Linked DNA regions of Mus musculus: region 1 is linked to region 2. A link is a contact called in public Hi-C data. All regions are on one chromosome and are shown on one strand. The core of a region is the stretch at or near the end of the contact, and the rest is flanking DNA. Distances in the headings are between cores, read along the strand shown. Region 1 overlaps Gm6614 (predicted gene 6614). Region 2 holds the start of Slco1a1 (solute carrier organic anion transporter family, member 1a1).

Region 1 (5,120 bases), core at 397-2,896, 46 kb after region 2:
GAAGTTTAATGAGAAGAAATGGACTCTAATGGCAAAATTAATCTTTATGAGTGAGATGGTTGCAGACAGTATTCCCGGGAGCTTTAGAACTCACCCATGTTTGTTGACATCCCTGTCCTCTTAAACGAGTCTCCATGGTTCACAGTTATTTTCTACATGTCTTATTCTCTGATAAGTTCTTTCCTAGTTTTGAAGTTTAGGTTGATCTGATAGATTAAGGTCACGTAATAGAGTCAGTATTTCCCCTTTCAGGAGAATTGTTCACATGATCATAATTCTAAGAAGCCTCTGCACTGTCTTCCAGTGTGGCTTGGCTGCTCAGTCATGGTCTCTATTGTTTAATGCAGATATGTGACTATTCAGTGTGCATTAGTGTTAGAGGATATGAGTGATGGAGGAAACAGCAGTATCAGTAACATGCTCTCACAATATTCTGTAACAGAACATCACAGGCACCCAATATTATAGCACGTTCTTACCCTCATTTGATAGGTAAAGCATGGGACCCTCACATCTTCCTAATATATACTTTCAGAGTTCCAAAACCCAAGCCACACACCCTACGGTCTCTCTGTCTCTGATCTTTTGAGAACACTACACAGTTCTCAACACATACAAATGTGAAAGCAGTGTCAAGTTTTAAGAATGTGCAGTGCTGAACATTCCACTGTCCGAACTTAGTTTCTCACAGAAGCATCTCTACTCGACATCATTATTCCATAACATGCCTGCTTGATGTAAAACAGTCTGTTCTAAGGGAATAATTCTCCTGTAACCTATCACAAACCTTCAAATATAGAGGATTACATCACTGGTCATGTTTTCTCTTTAAGCCTTGACTTCAAGGCTCACAACTACACTAACATTTTCCTTATCAAACAGATTCTCCTCTACCACTGTCTATAGCTTAGATATCTGGTTATTCATGTTTTTTCCTTAACATGGACTAATAATTTCTGTAAAATAGGATTGTCAAAACAGATAAGAAAAAATATTTGATTAGTGGGTGTTCAGACTGACTTGAAATTTTCATAAAGAATAATCCAGGGCAAGTCAGGTTCCCTAATATGACAGTTATTTCCAAGTGGTGACTGTGGAAGACATTTAACACAATTAAATACTGATGATTACTGACAAGCTGTCTTATTTCAGCACAAGCGTCAAGTGCCCACTGACCACAGACCCATCTAAACCAAGCAGAGTTTAAAGTTTCCACGTTTGCCTTTAGTGATTCCTCGGTTTTCCTCCTTGGCCTTTTCTCTGTGCTTCTCCTCTTTGTCATTTTCAGTTCCATCCCCATTATCCTGTAATCCTTCCTCTGGGAGTGTTTTTGGAAAGAAGAAAAAGGGGATGCTGGTCAGGACATTCACTCCTGCACAGACCAAAAAGCCAATCCACCAAGCACCGACCCAGCGTGTATCAGTGGGAGTTATGGTCAGGTCATCTGTAAAGAAATACAGATATCGCATTAGCTTACATCATTCTTTCCTGTGTGAACTGTAGAAAATTATTGATATTCATAATCATTCATAAACTATTCACAATTTGTTCTTGTTCCTTTTTTTGTTTATTTGTTTTTTTGGACTTGTGCACTCTGCTCACTGTTCTGGAAACCATAAAGCATTCAAATCAATAATTGATTTCTACCCTGATTTTGAAACCACCCTGCTTGGCTAATTCAGACATTTAGAAAAAGTGTCTGAGGTTGATCAATAGGGTAAAGTTAAAATTAAATAAGAAAGTGCTACATTGGCTATTATTGAAACATACATTTCCAAAAGAAAGAAACAGTATTTATTTGAGACCTATTTAAGGAATAGCTTTACTCTGATGTAGTCATGTCTCAAAACATCAGAGCAGGTGAGGAAAGGACTGCAGAGACAGTTCAGTGGCTAAATGTTATTGTTGCTCTTGCAGAAATTATGAGTTTTATTCTCAGAACCCACATGGAAACTCACCACTGCCTATTACTCTGATGTTAGTAGGTCTGAGATCCTCTTCTGACCTCAGCAAACACCCCCTCATACAGTGAACCACCCAGTCACATCCGCACATACACATATACATAAATAAAGATAATGAAATGAAATACATGGTATCCACTTTTTAAATATATTTTGTGTATTTATTTTTGAAGATACTAATTTTATATAATGCTGTGTGATGACATATTTGAAAGCACTACATCTCTATTTCTGCCTGTCATGTGCAACCTTTATAGTTGGGTGTTCATCATATAGCTAAAAGGACTCTTATGTTATGAGCAGTGAGTCCTCATTGAGTAAAACTTATGTGAGTAAATCTTTTGAAATGAAAGATGTGGCTGAAATATAATGAAATAATGGAAACTCTCTAATCAGAAGGAGGCAATTCACCCTTATCTCTCCTCCTCTTATGTCTGCCATCTGTAAGTGGTGATAATTTACCTAACTGAGGATCAAAGGAGGCAGTGCTAAAACATTCCTGAGCATTCTCCCATATCCAGGACTGGTTGTATAAATAAAACACACTGTGTTACCTGTATTCACAGACCCTGTGTCTACATAAATGCTTGCACAGAAGGATCCCAACAAAAGTCCAATTACTGGGCCAAACATCTTTCCTGTTTCTAAAATCCCTGAAAGTGAACAAAGACAGGACATTACATAATCACACAAAGAATGTTGTTTGCACACACACACACACACACACACACACACACACACACACAGGCCTTGACATTGAACTGTTTTAAGTCTTAGATGACTTTTCCTTCACTTGCAGAGCTGTGTATCAAATCCAAGAGGCTAGGACAGTACTCTACCATTTAGCTACATACCCTCCTACCTCAAATATTTTTATATATTCGACATGTAAAAATGAACCTTGGTATCTATGAAGCATGTAGATATACATATACTTATGTATGTTATACAAACATACATTGGTTTCTTTAAACATTGAAAATGAAGCTTCCATTGTTTGAACAATTTTATAACCAACTGTGCCATAGCACTCTGCTCACTGTTCTGGAAACCATAAGGCATTCAAATCAATAATTGATTTCTACCCTGATTTTGAAACTTACCAATGTATAAAGGAGAGTTTTCAGATTTGGCAAAGTCTTCTATGTAGGAAACACCCAAGGGCAAAAGGGGAGTTTCACCAATTCCACGTATAATATTTCCTACCAGTACATATATCCACATTGATGATTTTATTTCTTTCACACACTCTGCATTAAAACAGCAGAAAGGTTCATGAGTATTTGACAACCAAATGTTATTGACATTTAGTTCAAGTTTATCTGTAGATAACTTTTTAGGTTACTGTTTCATTACAGCAACAGAAAACCACCTAAGACCAACCACATAGATCACAGCCTGGATCTAAATTCATCCTTTTAAGTCTTTTTCCTATGTGGGACTAACTCTACATGTTGGTTAAGAAACAAAGGACTCTAATAGGTATATTTAGACTCAGGAGGAAAAGTATTTTAGTTTATTAGATATCTCAGTTCCCTAATAAGGGAAATAAATTGTGTTCATTTGTCTTACATGTCTAATAAACACAGTGCCATATGAAAGTCCTTTGTAAAAGAGCATTCTGTGGTTAAGTCTCTGAGCAGAAGGCAATGAGAAGCATGAGTCAACCTGCTGGGTCTTGCGTTGGCTTTAAGGTCTGGGATCTGTTTTCCACACACAAAAAGCTGTTTGATGGTAAGTTGCTTGCAGGTGAAATCATTGTTTCATATTCATATCTGTGTGAACACAGGACACATTTTTTTTGTGAACAGGAGTTTTCTGGGAAGAACTAGTAAAGAAATTTCTACAGCAGTCAGTCTAATCATCATGAATCCTATGACAGGGCCAGTGAGATGATGCACAGGTTAAATACTTGCTGCACAATCCTGATGTTCTTATTTCAATTCCCATGAAAGTAAAAGGAGATGAATGGCTGCATAAAGTTGTACTCTGATATATCCATGTACACACACACACACACGAGAGAGAGAGAGAGAGAGAGAGAGAGAGAGAGAGAGAGAGAGAGAAAGGGAGATGCTCCTTTGCCACGAAACTCAAGAAGAATGAAGACCGAAGTGTGGATAGTTTGTTCCTTCTTAGAATGGGGGAAAAATACCCATAGAGGTATTTACAGAAAAAGTTTGGAGCTGAGACAGAAGGAAGGTTCATCCAGAGACTGCCCCACCCATGGATCCATCCCATAAACAGCCACCAAACCCAGAGTCTATTGCTTATGCCAGCAAGATTTTGCTGCCAGGACCCTGATATAGCTGTCTCTTGTGTGAGGCTATGTCAGTGCCTGGCAAATACAGAAGTGAATGCTCACAGTCATCTATTGGATGGGACACAAGGCTTTCAATGGAGGAGCTAGAGAAAGTACCCAACGAACTGAAAGGGTCTGCAACCTTATAGGAGGAACAAAAATATGAACTAACCAGTACTCCAAGAGTTCATTTCTCTAGCTGCATATGTAGCAGAAGATGGCCTAGTTGGCCATCATTGGGAGGAGAGGCCATTGGTCTTGCGAATATTATATGCCCCAGTACAGGGGAATGTCAGGGCTAGGAAGTAGGAGTGGGTCAGTTGGGGAGCAGGGCTGGGAGAAGGTATAGGCAACTTTCTGGGTAGCACTTGAAATATAAATGAAGAAAATATCTAATAAAAAAGATTTAATGAAAATTAAGATTAAAACATACCCAAATTTATGGAACACAATGAAAGCAGTGCTATGAGGAAAAGCAGTGCCTCCAGAAAGAAACTGGAGAGACCATACCCCAGCAGCTTAACAGCACATCTGAAAGCTCTAGAACAAAAAGAAACAAATACACCCAAGAGGAGTAAATGACAGGAAATAATCAAACTCAGGGTTGTAATCAACCAAGTAGAAACAAAAAGAACTATACAAAGAATCAACAAAACCAGGAGCAGGTTCTTTAAGAAAATCAACGAGATAAATAAACCAGTAGCCAGACTAACCAGAGGGCACAGAGAAATTATCCAAATGAACAAAATCAGAAACAAAAAGGGAGACATAGCAAGAGAAACTGAGGGAATTAAAAAAAAATCATATCCTACTACAAAAGGCTATACTCAACAAAACTGGAAAATCTATATGAA
Region 2 (5,622 bases), core at 2,165-4,664:
AAAAAAATGAAGACTTTTAGTTTTGTTGTGTATTTGTTGTCTACTGATAGAACAGCTTCCACCATGAGGGAAATGATTATATCCATCATAAACAGTCCTCGAACATGCAACAAACTTTAAAGTGTAATATCTTCTGTATGCCACTATGTCCTCATTCTGTAAAAACATAGAACAGTTGGTTAGCAGTGGTGAATTTTGTAGATACTTATGGATTTCCTATCTTATCAGTGTACCTTATTCATAAAGGAAGACAGGGAGTTGTTCTATGTAAGACACAGCTGCTGATGGGTCACCAGCACTGTACTGCTATCTGCAGGTCACATGTTGTTCACTTTATGAAGGAGAAAGAAGAGAACACAGAATTATACCAAGGCACGTGTCGGCAGCAAGCCTACTGTGTTCTCTGTAGGAATGACAAGTCTCTGGATTTCATTGTTCAGTTTAACACTTTGTCCTTTTTTCTGCATTCTTGAACACAACTTTACTGATCAAGGTATCTGTCCCAACCCCCGTCTTTTCTTTAGTAAATTTTATTGACTAAATTTACTGTTGGTTGATTTCATACACACGTGGTATATTTGCTTTTTCTCTCGCCCACGAACATCATTTTGTTAATATCAGTCTTTTTCCAAGCTTAATGATTTTTGGTTTTGTTTTGTTGACTCATTTAACTAAACCAGGGCCATCTGTCTGGCCACTGAGTTAGAACTAAACATTGGTACCTGGTGAGGTCAGTAATGCATGCTTGATTTCCCTGTCCTGGCTTTTCCTAATGATGAAGCTTGAGTTTACCAAGAAGCAGAAGCTTCAGTCTGGCATAGTAGACATTTTGACCACCCCAACTTTCTAGATCGTTCTAAAGTTAGAGAAGGAAAGGAGTCTAATTTATTTTTAAACAAGTTACCTCTAAAATTTGCCTTATATACTAGTGGTTTGAACATTTTCCCATAACATTTGTACAAATATCTACAGTTATTATACTCTAAAGTAACTGTGGTGGTTTGAATAGAATCGGACCCCATAAGATCATAGATTTGAATGCTTGGCCACCAGGAACTGGCATTATTAGAGTAGATGTGGCCTTTTGGATAAAGTGTGTCAGTAGGGATGGAGTTTGAGGTTTCAGAAGCTCCTGTCAATCTTGATGTAGAATTCTTAGCTCATTTTCTAGCACCACATCTGCCTACATGCCACCATTATTCTGGCCATGATGTACTAAAACGGAACCTGTAAGGCCCAATTAAATTTTTTTAATAAGAGTTGCAGCTATCATTGTGACACTTCACAGCCATAGAAACCTTAACTAAAACAGTTAACAAATATAAACATTGATCATTACTGTTTATAATGATACCTGATGACTTCTATCTACAAATACAGTCTACTAATCACAATACTTATCATTATCTTAAGATTTGAAGCTAGAGATGTGGCTCAGTGGTTTAACGCACTGGCTGTTCTTGTTGAAAACTGAGTTATGTTTGGAGCACCCACATGGTGATTCAAAACCACCTGCAACTCTAGTTTCAGGTAATCCAGCAACTTCTGTCCTTCAAAGATACAAGATACGAAAATGGTATACCAATATACATGAGAGCAAAGCATCCATATGCATAAAATAAAAGATAAATGTAAAGAAATTAACGCATCTTAAAGGTGGTTTAAACCTTTCTAAGATACTTTAGACATCTTAAAGGAGGTACAGATCAGGAAAAGAGAAGTTGCCTAGTATGTGTGAGTGCCTGCATTTAATCCTTCATATCAGTAGTGTAGGTTAACCCTGAAAGATGAGCACACACATATACAGTGACAGAGAAAGACACATATATAGCAAGGACACACAAAGATTCTTTAAAAATATTAAAATGTAGGACTACCACTCCCCTTTTCAAATGAACAACACTGATGTATAAACAGGTTGCATAAATTGTCCAAAATGACCCATCTAGTAAACATCTGGCAAGGATTAGGAGCCAAGAGACCTGGGCTCCTCAGAAGCTTGTAAGAACTTAAGGGTGGTTGGCTTCCAATAAGTGATATACATTCTTGCAAGTGAAAACACATTCCAGGGGCTGTCTGATGCCTCTTTTACAATAATATGCAGATTCAACTATGTGTGAATAAAGACAAAATTAACTTTTAATAGGATGATTTAAGAGACAACATCTTAGAGAGGAACATTTTGTGGAACTCTATAGAAACTAAGCCAATGCTCAAATTTCATGGGTTAATATATGCTCACATTCTATGATGCAAAGATGCCTCTGGAACTATGAGAACAATAATTGTTTCTAAAATATCAAACCCCACCAAAGCATCTAACAGAATGGACTATTTTCTTACAAACAATGATTATTATGTTGCCAAAGCTTGAAGGAAACATTTTTCTAGCCAGGTCATGAAGTCGTCTTTACATATTAATGAACAAAGCGCTTATGTTATGGAGCCGGTTTCTAGCTATGACCCTTCACCTTCTGTCAGGATTCTGAAGCTGAGCACTGGATTAACCCCTGACTTCAGACTAAATTCTATCACAACATAATACATACCTAAAACATTCAAAACCCCATTCTTCTGTAAGAAACTCTAGAGTAGTGTTTCTCAGCTTTCCTGATGCCATGACCATGTAATATCGTTCTTCCTCTTGTATTGACTCAAACCATAAATTTATTTTCATTACTACTTTGTAACTTTCATTTTGCTACTGTTATGAACTGTAATTTAAATATCTGATATGCAGAATAATGGATATGTGACCCCTGTGAAAGGGCCATCTGACCCATATGTTGAGAACTCATCAGTTGAGAACCACTGCCCTAAATTATTCTGTTTCCTGAATGAATAATACTGGTCTGACATCCCTCATTATAAAACCAACAGTTTCTAAGGCAAATAACTGACAACACATTGGGTAAAAAAGCATTTGTGCTGGAAATTTTTGTGTGAGCTGAGCAATGTTACAAGCACTTTCAATGCTTATTTGAGAAGACTCTCATGAGTATGTGCATGCACACATAGAAACAATCCTTACCTTCATCTTGGAGAAGAATCTGCCTTCTTGTGTTGCAACCTTTTTCTCTGTTTCTTCCATGGTGTTCTTCAAATGTTTCCAGTTTCTTTGCTTTAAAAGTCCTACTGCTGTCTTTCTCAGAGAAAGCTGTTAAATAAATTATTTTCTGAACTGTAACGAGTCATCCCCCCAAAAAATCTCTCTTAAGGATAGAGTGCCTTAGTCAGAGTTTCTATTGTTGTGACAAAATACCAGGACCAAAGAGAAATGAAATGGAAAGGGTTTATTTTAGCTCACAGTTGTTTATTAACTTCATTGCTGAGGAAAGTCAGGACAGGAGCCCAAAGCAGCAACCTGGATGCTGGAGTCAATGCAAAAACCAAGGAGGAATGCTGCTTCCAGCTCTGCTCCTCAAGACTTGCTTGACCTTCTTATACAACCCAGGACTACCTACCAAACAAGACCCACCTACCATGTGCTAGACCTTCACATGTCAATTATAAATAAAGAAAATGCACTACATGCTAGATCATAGGTCAATCTCATTTGGACATTTTTCTCAACAGAAGGCCACTCTTCCCAAATTACTCTAGTGAATGTCAAATTCATATAAAACTGTCCAGCACAGATAGGGAGGTGGTGGTTCAGTGGTAAAGTGTTTGATTTTTTTTAAGCTTGAGGCCCTGACTTTTAATTATTACCAGGCAAGTAAAAGAGCTAGGCTTCTCTTCACATGCCTGTAAGCCCATCACTGGGAAGACCCAAAGAACAGGATCACTGCAGTGCGCCAATCTGGCATTCTAATCACGTTAACCACCAAGAAACTGAATGAAGAGACCCCATCATAGAACATCAAAAAGAACATCCTACAGGAAGACATTCAGCATTGACTCCTGGCTTCTGTAATATGCACATGTATACATGTACACCTGCACACATACTTATGGACAGACAAATCCATACACACACACACACACACACACACACACACACACACACACACACACACACACACACACAAATAGGAGTAATTTAACCAGTTACTGAAATGTTATAAAAATATCTAGGCAGTTTTTGTTTTGAGGTTTTTTTTTCTGTTTTTTTTTCTTTTTGTTTTTTATTTACTCTGACTAACCTTATAAATAACTGCATCAGGTAAGATTGGATTTGTTTGATTTCTATTGAAAAAGCAAACACAAAAATCTATGCTGATTCTTTGGCAATGTTAAAGATATTCTTAGAATTTATTAAACTCTGGCCTTAAGCTAATGACAACGTGGTTGAAACCAAGCTTCTCAATTCTTTTGCCAAAGCAAATGAGACCCAGGTGATGCCCTTTGAATTTACTTGAGGGCTCCTGCCTTTCCGAATGGGACAGTATTTGTTATGATTATACTGAACCTCTGCCTCACTGAAGCCAAAGCTTCCTTTGTGGGTTCTTTTCATTACAAGACTTCTCTGGAGTCTCAAGAAGAGAAACACTTTCTGGGGCACTGTTGATTCACAGAAACCTGGGGAGACAGTGAATCATTTTAAACATGAAAACAAAGTAAAAACAATAAATAAGTCTATGATCTGGGAAAGAATCTAGCACTGCAGGTTTGAAACTGTAGAAGTTAGGAAATGACCAGATACCTAAATAGAGAGGTCTACATGGTTATTTATGACATCCATATTGTGTATGGATAAACATGTCTCTCTGTGTATAGGTGATATGTTATTATAAGTATTTATATGCGATGGAGAAAGGGGGCAAGGTCTATTCAACCTCACTAAACTTTGTACTTTTCATCTTGAAAGTAGGATTTATTCGTATTTACTCTAGACGATTTATTTCAACATACCTGGATGACATCTCAGGTAGATCCACAGCATTAATTTATGAAAATCCTCTAACACATCCACTTAACAAGTGACCTGGAATGGCTCTAAGTTTATAGAACATTTTAAACATTTATCAGAGTTCCAAATCCCATGGGTCCCTCCATGTGTACTTTTTGGTTGGTGGTTTAGTCCCTGGGAGCTCTGGGAATACTGGCTGGTTCATATTGTTGTTCCTTTGTGACTGAGTCACCTCATTCAGGATGATATTCTCAAGTTCTATCCATTTGCCTGCGAATTTCATGAAGCCATTGTTTTTAATGGCTGAGTAGTGCCCCATTGTGTAAATGTATCACATTTCCTGTATCCATTCCTCTGTTGAGAGACATCTGGATTCTTTCTAGCTTCTGGCTATTATAAATAAGGCTGCTATGAACATATAGGAACATGTGTTTTTATTACATGTTGGAGCTTCTTCTGGGTGTATGCCATACTCACCTTCAGCCGTGTGCACAATCTTACCATTTCAAACTGATTCAAGTTGCTGATTTGATATCTAAACTTGCTCTCTCCTCCATTCTGTTTCTTCCCCTGTATAGGGTAGATCTTACATATGGATGTGTAATATCCAAGAGATTTCTGTCTCTCACCAACTACCTGTCATAATAAGTTCTAAAAATTCCTCTATATCAGGCTCTGTCAAAGGTCAACCAAGTCCCCTGCAATTCCCTATTTTTGTTATGAGCAAAAATAAACCTAAAAAAACGAAAACCAAAAACCAACCAACCAAA

The links. A called contact is a pair of places that touch in the nucleus more often than the background predicts.
Region 1: a Hi-C map of liver shows a contact between it and region 2, with 2.3 times the contacts expected there. The contact joins the enhancer-like site here to the promoter of Slco1a1 in region 2. A contact is called at or near these places in 10 of 39 promoter capture datasets (the 3T3-L1 cell line, 3T3-L1-derived adipocytes, the HPC-7 cell line and 7 more), 3 of 484 Hi-C or Micro-C datasets (all in liver) and 4 of 9 other capture datasets (adipose tissue, embryonic stem cells, liver and 1 more).

The regions. Positions count from the first base shown.
Region 1 is chr6:141,991,120-141,996,239 of GRCm38.p6, forward strand. It overlaps Gm6614 (predicted gene 6614), which reads right to left. Exons shown (of 14, transcript NM_001081318.1): 3 at 3,633-3,739; 4 at 3,068-3,214; 5 at 2,519-2,617; 6 at 1,223-1,444. Among named protein-coding and RNA genes, the nearest start is that of Gm6614, 15 kb to the right of the region's middle. Within about 2 kb of position 1,647, at least 3 of the 459 cell types and tissues checked have an H3K27ac peak or open chromatin away from gene starts, as enhancers often do. A contact at or near this core is called in liver, where this site is marked.
Region 2 is chr6:141,943,548-141,949,169 of GRCm38.p6, forward strand. Slco1a1 (solute carrier organic anion transporter family, member 1a1) reads right to left here and starts at 3,415. Exons shown (of 14, transcript NM_013797.5): 1 at 3,032-3,415. The coding sequence starts at 3,091.